Regions from separate parts of the Mus musculus genome. Here region 2 is linked to region 1. Evidence: chromatin contacts called from public promoter capture Hi-C data. All regions are on one chromosome and are shown on one strand. Each heading gives the region's core, a stretch centred on a gene start, on an enhancer-like site or on the middle of the called end of the contact. The rest is flanking DNA. Distances are from core to core; before and after follow the strand shown.

The links. Promoter capture Hi-C pulls out the DNA fragments that hold promoters and counts their contacts.
Region 2: a contact with region 1 is called in a promoter capture Hi-C map of pre-B cells, with 2.9 times the contacts expected there. The contact joins the promoter of Mre11a here to the promoter of Aasdhppt in region 1. A contact is called at or near these places in 2 of 39 promoter capture datasets (liver and pre-B cells).

The regions. Positions count from the first base shown.
Region 1 is chr9:4,306,858-4,311,584 of GRCm38.p6, reverse strand. It overlaps Aasdhppt (aminoadipate-semialdehyde dehydrogenase-phosphopantetheinyl transferase), which reads left to right and starts at 2,091. Exons shown (of 6, transcript NM_026276.3): 1 at 2,091-2,331; 2 at 2,666-2,891. The coding sequence starts at 2,149. Kbtbd3 (kelch repeat and BTB (POZ) domain containing 3) reads right to left here and starts at 1,842. Exons shown (of 3, transcript NM_001164574.1): 1 at 1,651-1,842.
Region 2 is chr9:14,781,514-14,786,272 of GRCm38.p6, reverse strand. Mre11a (MRE11A homolog A, double strand break repair nuclease) reads right to left here and starts at 1,619. Exons shown (of 20, transcript NM_018736.3): 1 at 1,516-1,619; 2 at 745-842. The coding sequence starts at 764. It overlaps Ankrd49 (ankyrin repeat domain 49), which reads left to right and starts at 1,700. Exons shown (of 3, transcript NM_019683.4): 1 at 1,700-1,753; 2 at 3,311-3,658; 3 at 4,662-4,759. The coding sequence starts at 3,404.

The DNA.
Region 1 (4,727 bases), core at 842-3,341:
AGGTTATTTGTTGGAACATTTAGAGTAATTATTGTGGAAGGTACTATTTTAAACCCAGGACAGTGCATAACTAGACATGAGGGTTTTGGTTTTTTTTGTTTTTAATTTACTTATTTTATGTAAATGAATGCTCTATCTGTATGTACACCTGCATGCCAGAAGAGGGCATCATCAGATCCCAGGGTAGATGGTTGTAAGCCGTCATGTGGTTGCTTGGAATTGAACTCAAGCCCTCTGGAAGAGCAGACAGTTCTCTTAACAGCTGAGCTATCTCTACACCCCACTAGACACGAGTTTTAATACGAAGTTGCATCTCCAGCTCAGTGACATGGCAAAAAGCAAATATGGTCCATCCCTCTGGAGTGATTGCTAGAATGGCCATCATCTTCTGTCTGTCTGTCACTGGCATACACATTAGAAATTTCTCCTTCTCTGTTAGACACTTAGCATAACATGCAATTCCAGTACTCTTATCTTTAAATACATATCAAACAACAACAACAAAAAAATCCCCATCTCTTGACTTCCTATTCTCCCCTAGGCACCACTGTAATTTTCTACTCCTTATCCAGGATAACAAGCTTGACAATACTCTTTTGGTACCATTACGTCCAGTCATCATGAACCTAGTCATGTTCCTCTTTTGTCCTACTTGAACTGCTCTGGCCCACGTCACCACACTATCATCAAAAACACGGGGAAAGACACTATAACAGGATTCTTAGCTACATAGGATGAAAAACAGAACTTGAATTATTATAATTACTGATAAGGGTATTAGTGCTTGCTGTCTTTATTCATCCCCACATTGCTTACTGTAGCTTTTTCTGTGTGCTTCAGATACCTTGTCACATTATGAGGTCTTTGCAATATTCACATCTTAAATAGCACCTCACTCACTCTTTTAACAGATAAGGGGTTATATCAAGATAGCAATGTCTGTGTGTGAGTGACTCAAACTGCCATGTAGCTGCAGAAGACTCGAGGGGTGTGTAATATCACAAAAAATGTTAATGGGAATAAGTACAGATCAGACTATACCCATCTCTAGGAATACAGAACTAATGGACAGTGGTTGTGTAGATTAGATTATTGCTAGCTTTCCCAGATACTTTCTGGCCACCTTAGAAAGGTTGAATCAGCATGACACCTATCTACCATCATCCACGAAATCCACATTCATCTGCAGAGACCAACTTTTCCATGGACCCTAACTCGTCCTCGACTTTGTTCAAATGGATGTTCACAGAAGAGCACCGACATCCATCTACACAAGCAACCAAGGAAACAGAAATGCACTGGTGTGACGGCAGGAAGAACAGCATGAGGCATCAAGGTGCGCAGAACCCTTGAGGGGCACAGCAAAGCTTAGAGGGCTTGCACCACCGATTCTGTTCTCGGTTGGCCCGGGGTAGACAGGGAGGTCTGCGGAGGGCCCATTGGCAAACGAAGGGAAGGGTCACCTCCCTGCCGGCTGCCATATAGAACTCCCTGTGCAGAAGGCTCCTCGCTGCGGACCTTTCCTTTCCGGAGCGCTCACGAGATGCACCACAACCGAGAGTAGTAGGAGCCTTGCCTCCAACAGCCAGATTCAAGCCGGTCCAAGCCGGTCCAAGCCCACTCCTCCCTCAAACCGCACAGCTCACCCACCTGCAACTGCAGTCGGTGAAGTCTCCACCCAGGCCCAGCCTGTAAACTCCGGCTGCGATTGGCTTGTGCGACTGTCTCGTTAGCTCTTTCTCCAGAGTGAGCAGCTAAAACGGTTCTGAGAAACTCTGGTCCCGCCCTTTCCGAGGAGAGCGAGCTAAGCTCACAAGACGTCACGCCGTGCCGCAGAGCTCTGGGTTGACTCTGAATCTCCGCCCCAAACCGCCCTGCCGGCTTCCGTAGGAGACGTACAGGTTGGGGGCGAAGCTGCGTCAGGCCACGCCCCCACGCTCAACCCTGAACTAAAGGTGGGGGTGGGGGGGTCTGTGAAACTTCTAAGCCGGGCGTCCAGCTACTTCGCACAGACGCCTGAAAAGGGGTGGAGCCTGGTAACGTCTGTTGCGAGGTGCTGCCCCTTTGCGCAGACTCCGGAGCGACGGGGCGTGGCTACGTCAGCGTCTGCTCTACCTGGCTTGAGGATCAGCGGACCGAGCCGGTCGTATGGTGTTCCCCGCTAAGAGGCTGTGCGTGGTGCCATCCATGGAGGGCGTTCGTTGGGCATTCTCCTGCGGTACCTGGCTGCCAAGTCGAGCCGAATGGCTTCTGGCGATGCGGTCTATCCAGCCGGAGGAGAAGGAGCGCATCGGCAAGTTCGTGTTTGCCCGCGACGCCAAGGCAGCCTTGGTACTTGAGGCCTGCGACTTTTGGGAGGCGGGCCGGGCTGCGGACTCCCACGTGCGCTCGTGGCGTTGCGGTCTCGGAGCCTCCGGAGTGCGTGCGACCGTCTTCAGCCTTCGTATCCCGGAGGCCTGGGTCACTCACATCTAGTCTTCCCTTGTGAGGTTGCCTGTGGAGACCCTTACCCTAAAATTGGAGGCGGGGCCTATGGAGTAATCGTCTGTTTACTAATGAATGTGTTTATACTTTGAAACTTAGAAGCCATAAATATACTTTCTAAGCAGTGTACTTATGCGATTAGTAGATAGCAATACACACCGTGTGTTTTATGTCTGAACAGGCTGGTCGTTTGATGATAAGGAAATTAGTTGCAGAGAAATTGAATATCCCTTGGGATCATATCCGTCTGCAGAGAACTTCAAAGGGAAAGCCGGTTCTTGCGAAAGACTCGTTGAATCCATATCCCAATTTCAACTTTAACATCTCTCACCAAGGGGACTATGCAGTTCTTGCTGCAGAACCTGAGGTACAGGTTGGCATTGATATCATGAAGACTAGTTTTCCAGGTGATGGTTCACTTTTATGACATATTAAGTGTTTTATGTCTCAGATCTTAACTATTAGGCAGTTGTAAGTTTACTGGCAGTACTTAATTTACTGATAAAACATTTAACCAAAAAGGATGCATTTCCTTTAACTTTTATCTATAGAGACAGTAGATTCTATATTACTGTACCTTTTAACCCCTTTAAATTGTTAGCTACATTTTCTTTAGGTATCATCATTTTTCTAAGTATTTTTGTTTTTTTCTTGTTACAAAATAAGCGAGGCTGAATTACAAAGATGAGCTTCTTTAAGCTCATTGTTCTGAGTTCAAGGAAACCCTTGAGGACTGGGATAATAAGTTTATTAATGAAGGTGGTACCCGCTATGGCCTTGCAGTGCTCTTGTATTGGCAATTAAGCTTCAGCATGAATTTTTAAGAAGCCTTTTTGAAGCACAGCTCCAATGAAAGGACTTAATGGTATTGTTGAAGGCTTGTTCTAAAGTAACTGCTACTGTAGAGGAGTCAGGCTTATTTTTGTGAATAGTCCACATGGGTTTGTAGCTCTGGGGAAGCTTCATAGGAGCTTTTTCTGTAACTAGAAGTTAGTGGAGAGGCCATTAGACACTTAGAAAAAAGATAGATAGCACAGTTAGTGCCTATCTGGAAATAAACAGATTTTACAACCCATTTTGTGAGGGGTTGACTGTGGTCAGTACTGAATAAGGAAGTCATTATTAATTGACGTTTTAAATAGTAGGAAAGTATTAAGCAGATATTGAAGATTCTGTCTCTTGTTAATACTTTATTAATCCTTTGACACCCATCAATTTTGATTATAACCGTTTCCTTTTATAGTTTAACTGGCTCAAAGCTTATTATGTTCCAATAACACAGAGGAAGAGATCCATTCAGTTGGCACTAGTGTTGTGTCATTACCATTCCACTCATTTTCAAATTGTGATTGGGTGCTTCTTTTCTTAGTGATGATGAGAAGTAAATACCTGTTTGCTGCACTGGCAATTTATTAGACCAGAATAAGTGAGGTAGTTCATCAAGGAATATTCTTCAGTCTTGGTGAATGATGAAGTTATAATTTTTGATAGAAGGGGAAACCTACTCTGTACTACACATTGACAATTCCTGAGACAGAGTCAGCATAGAGGAGTGTTATTAGCATATCGAAGGAGACAATTCTCTTACCCACATTCTGTGTGTGTGTGTCCATAAGAAATATTACATAGGAGTGTTAATTCCCATATTACTTAGCCATGTTGGCTAAGTACTGTTCATTTCCCAATAGATTTAACTGTGGGATCTTAGCACAAGTTGTCAGTAGTATACATTTCTGATCAAGTATTTTTCTCATTTCTTAAGCTTTATTTACAGTTAAAGATGTTTACAGTTTTAGGTGAAGTAAAGGTATAGTTTAATGATTCAATTTAACAGTATTTACAAAATAACCATGAACAGTATAAAAATATTTAAGTTCAGGAAATAGTAAGAATTCTATTTGCATGATTTTGCAATTTCATATTTGTTTTTCTATTATAAAATATTTTAGATAGTAATTGCCACAATAAAAATAACTTTAAAATATTTTGAGAAACAATTCTAATTTTAATTAACTCAAGTAATTTAAAATGAGTGTTATTAGGTATACTGAAAAGCTTCTGTATTCCCAGCACTTTGGAAGTAGAAGCAGAAGCAAGACTATGAGTTCAAGTCTATCCTGAAGTACATTGACTTTCATCCCAAAAGATTTTGTTAACAGAATTGCTCTCTAGAGGAGCTATTGCATTATAAGTATAAATTAAATGTAGTTGGTGCAAATTAGGCCTGGATATACTAAAGAGTG
Region 2 (4,759 bases), core at 370-2,869, about 10 Mb before region 1:
CAAGCATGGTCACTATCTCTAAAAAATAAGGCCAGACACAGAGATAGTAACTCGTTCATCACACAACCAGTTGCAGAAACAAGACTAAGGCAGTAAAAGTTAGGCTATTTTCACTCGTATAGTTAGTTCACTTTTGTATATAACTCCACAGATCAGAAACATCCACAATTGTATGCACGAAGCCCTGGGTAACCCACAAACTTCTCAGCTCCCACAGCTGTACCCTTCCACTCTCATTCAGACCTCAAAATTAACTGGAAAGGAGTATTATTAGTCTAGTTATGCAAATGAAAATAAAACCAGGCAAGCCAGAGAACTGCTGATCTTCCTAACATTAAACAGCTAATTTTGACCAAGAACTTGAAACCAGAGTGGAAGACACCACTCGTGTTCAAGGATTTTCTTCTGCCACCTGACTTCTATAGTCCTTTTATTTCTTTCCATTTTGTTCAAATTCACTTCAACTAGGGTAACTTACTCTAAAGGACTATTTATAGACTCGAGACTAAGACAAAGCCAGAGAGCATGAGCCTCCCTGCATGGCCATGTAATTACTGCAACACATTCATCTATTGCTCCACCTCATTATTTATTTATTTATTGCTAATAAGCATAAGTATGTGCTTTTAATTATGCATGACAGACGTTTTGGGGGATACTCTATCCATTATTAAATTCTGTTGCTGTTTATATTAAAATATCACTTTTCTCGTAAGGTCATCACAATTAATATGTCAGGCTTACAGTGGATCTGTGGGGCTCATTTTTATAGTAGAGTTCCTCTGTACCAGGTTCCTCTCCAAGTGTTCAGGTATGTCAGAAAAACCACTCGAATCCAAACTCTAAAAATAAATACCAAAATGCACATATTATAAAGGTTGCACATATTTCACTAACATGAGCTCAGTTGCAGGGTAGACTTTTTGAACAAGCGCTAGTGATTTTGAGAAAGTCCTATGTACGTCTTCAACACTTACTATAATTGTTTCATGACCTAAGAACAGAAAGCCACATCCTGAAGTGAAGTCCTAATTGCACTATCACTACTATTTCTCTACTATCTTCTTCATGAGATTGGTGTGTAGTAAACCCCTGGACAGGAAAAATGAAACGTAACTTTCTACGTGCATAATTTAAGCTGCTCCGCGCAGGACTTTGAATCAGAGGCCACCCCATACTCTTAACACTAACATGGGTTTTATGGGGCAGCCCACATTTAAAGACAGAATAAATAACCAACACATGGTCTAAGTGGAACACCTCGCATCCCCAGCTCGGCGAAGGCGGCGCTGCCACTACAGGAGACCTCCCACCCGCGGGACTCCGAGGCGGACTCCGAGGCGGAACGCAGAGCCCGCATCCCTCCATGCCCACCCGGCCCGTCTTCCCTAACGGCCCCACGCACTCGGGGCTTCCGTTCGCCCCGGACCCGCACGCTACAAGACCGTAGCAAAGCCTAAGTTACCCAACATGGACTTGTCAGAGTCGACCAGGGAGGCCACAAGCCATCTCTACCTCAGGAAAAGGGGGCGGGAGTCTCCAGAACCACAAGAAAACCGCTCCCAGAAACCTGAATTAGGCGCGGGAGAGCGGCATCCGTACTTCTCGCGAGATCCATTGATGACGTGACATCACAGAATGTCTAGATTCTCATTGGCTACAGAATGGCTCCGTCACCTCACAGGAGCCAATCCTGAGCAGCGAAGGGGCGAACCCGGAAAGGAAGTTCTCGGTGAGGTTCTCTCTGTGAAAGGTGAGGCGCGTGTCCGGAGCGGTGGGGCGGGCGGCTGTGGGCGGCCGGCCACCTCGCAGGTAGCATCGTGGCAGAGTCTTCGCTTTGCGATTCGGAAGGCCTCGCCTGCTAGACCAAAGACCTTTCTTCCCTGCTTCCCCTGACGATCGCCCCAGAAGCCTCGGTTTTGTGTTTTCAGAGAACCTTGAAGAAAGTGCAGTAGAAATGATTTGGAGCCTTGAGTTAGAGCAGACCCCCTCAGGACCTCAGAAGGGCCCGTGTACCGCAGCGACAGTGATCTGTCAGTACCCGAGCGCAGGCCTCTGAAATGGGGGGCTCCACCCAATGAGATGAGAACTGGAACAGTTGCTATCTCTCTCAAAATGGAGGGTTCCCTTTAAATTAGGAAATGCATCCTATTCCTCCATAATAGTATGCATCGAGCTTTATACCCAGAGTCGAGATACATTTGGGTTTGATTTTTTAATTAAGCATACCAAGACAATAAGTTAAGAATTAATATGAAGGAGTTTTCAGGTGTGGGAAGGGGGGCTGCGATCTGTGCCATATTTTGGTTAGTGACATCTGTTAAGCGCTTAATGAATTGGTGTATAGTAGCTTTTTAAAAAATGAGTTTGAAGTGAAAGGAAATATTGAAAATGTTAAGAAAATAGTTCTGATAGTTCTTTTAAAAAAGAAAAAAGAAAAACACAATGCTGCCAAAACCTTAACAAATCCCTTAATGGAGTTTATAGGCCCTAAGAAGTCATTGGTCATGATTCTGATACTCTTGTCACTAGTGATGAAGCTTAATTGGACAATGGAATATTAAACTTGAAATTAAGTAGAACAAATCTATGAGGAGTGTGTATAACTAAGTTCCTCTTAGAGGCCATTCAGAGCAAGATTAAATGATAGGTCTTAAGTTTAATGATACAAATAGTTCTTAATGCAGGTTACATACAAATGGCATAATAATCTGTGTTAAAGATGGCCTATCCTTAAAAGCTTAATAGCAAAACAATATAAGACATAGCACCTGAAATAATAAACATTAGATTCTAATTGGGTCAACAGAAAGAAGTGGTAACACTAACAATAGCAACAAAAAACTGCCAAATTCAACAAATATGGTTAAAAGATTGATGGTTTTCAAAGTAACTTCTCATTTTCTTTAAGGCTTATGTGCTAGGTAACTCTTGAAGTTGATGTCAGTGTATAAATTAATATGGCAGTTTATCAGAAGACTAATCTTTTAGGACTGGGTGAACTATGGTCCTCCTGTGTACTCACTGTCAGGACTCCATCAGTTTTAACATACCTAAATTAATAGATTAAAATTAAGATAGTTGTAGCCATTTACTTAGTAGAAGAAAGCATTTCTAAAAGGTAAAGACTATAAATGATCATAGATAGCAGAAATCTCTGAAATCTTATATTTAGTAAACTTAATGGATATGAGAAAACACCAAAGCCTTATGACATAGAATTTATCTGGCTTGTTTGTAAGGTTGTATCCGTGCTGTTAATAATATCTAGTTACTGCTGTGCTAACAACTGTTGTGTTTGTGTTTTCAGGTTAGAAAGAATCAAACAATGCAGACATAATTCATCTCCTTAAAGATTGCGCCCTAGTACTTGAAATGCTTTTTATTTAAAAGAGTAGTAAAAATGGAAAAAGAAAAAAAGGATGATGAAAAACCAGACCTGGAAAACTCTGTGGACTTTTCTGAACAGTTTAACCAGCTTGAATTGTTGAAAACTCATGGACACCTGATTCCCACTGGTACTCAGAGTCTCTGGGTAGGCAATTCTGATGAAGATGAAGAGCAAGAGGAAAAAAACGAAGAGTGGTACCAATTGCAAGAAAAAAAGATGGAAAAAGATCCAAGCAAATTGCTTCTTTGGGCTGCTGAAAAAAATCGGGTAAAAAAAAGAAACCATTACATAGTTGGAAAAGCATTTGGTTTGGAGCCCAAAGACCTACTCCTAAACATCTTATCTTTACCTTTTGGCACATTCCAACATTTTTGACCCTTTAATTTCTTGTCTTTAAAAATGGTAGCTTAATATTTTTCTCATTTATAGGAGTGCCACATGAAGTAGTGTATATGAAAGTGCACATTATGTTATAAGCTGGCTCTAGATGTTTGGGGGTAATTATAAACAGTCCTCTAATTAAATTACTAGGATCCTTCTACACGTCAGCATTACTGAGAACAAGTAAGATGGAGACTAACTTAGCTGCAACTCCACCAAGTGTCTTACTGCACTTGTTTACTCCCCACAGTCTTGCGAGGAGGCAAATGTCATCCAAAACACTCTCAGACTCAGTTCTTCCCACTTGACCATTTGTACTTAACTTTACTAAGTTCTCCCATATCCATGTTAGTAAGTCAAAACCAGAAGTGTTTTGCAGTGTATGATAGCTTTTCAATCCCAGAGCACAGTGTCCTCTGTCTGGTCCATAGACCAGCCCAGACATGGTGCACAGCAACATGAGAAGAAGATGTGCTCCTTAGTCTCTAGCTGGCTTCAACATCGCTTTATTCTGCTGTTAAAAGTAGTTTCATTTTTTATTTTCTGGTTCATATACCATGTCTATTGATACAATCTGATACAGGAAAATTAGGCTTGCTTTAGAGATGACATATAAACTATATAGATAAGCCCTTTGTTCATCTAGGGCCCAGGTATGGGACAGTAGGCATTTATTAGAGTAGGATAATGTGATAGCTTAGGGTGATAATCAGAGAATCAGATTCCCGCGTTGCTCCTGAGTGTAATGAGCTTTAACTTGCTCACTATTAATCAGTTACCCTCCTCCCCTAAAAGGGAATCTTAAAGTCTAAAGCCACTGGATGGTGTAATTATCTTTGTTCATTGTCTTTTTCAAGTTGAACGTTTAAAGTTCTCTTTTTTCCAATAGCTTGCTACAGTGCAGAGACTACTCTCTGAGAAGGCCGCTGAAGTGAACACTAGGGATGAAGATGAGTATACCCCTCTTCACCGAGCAGCCTACAGTGG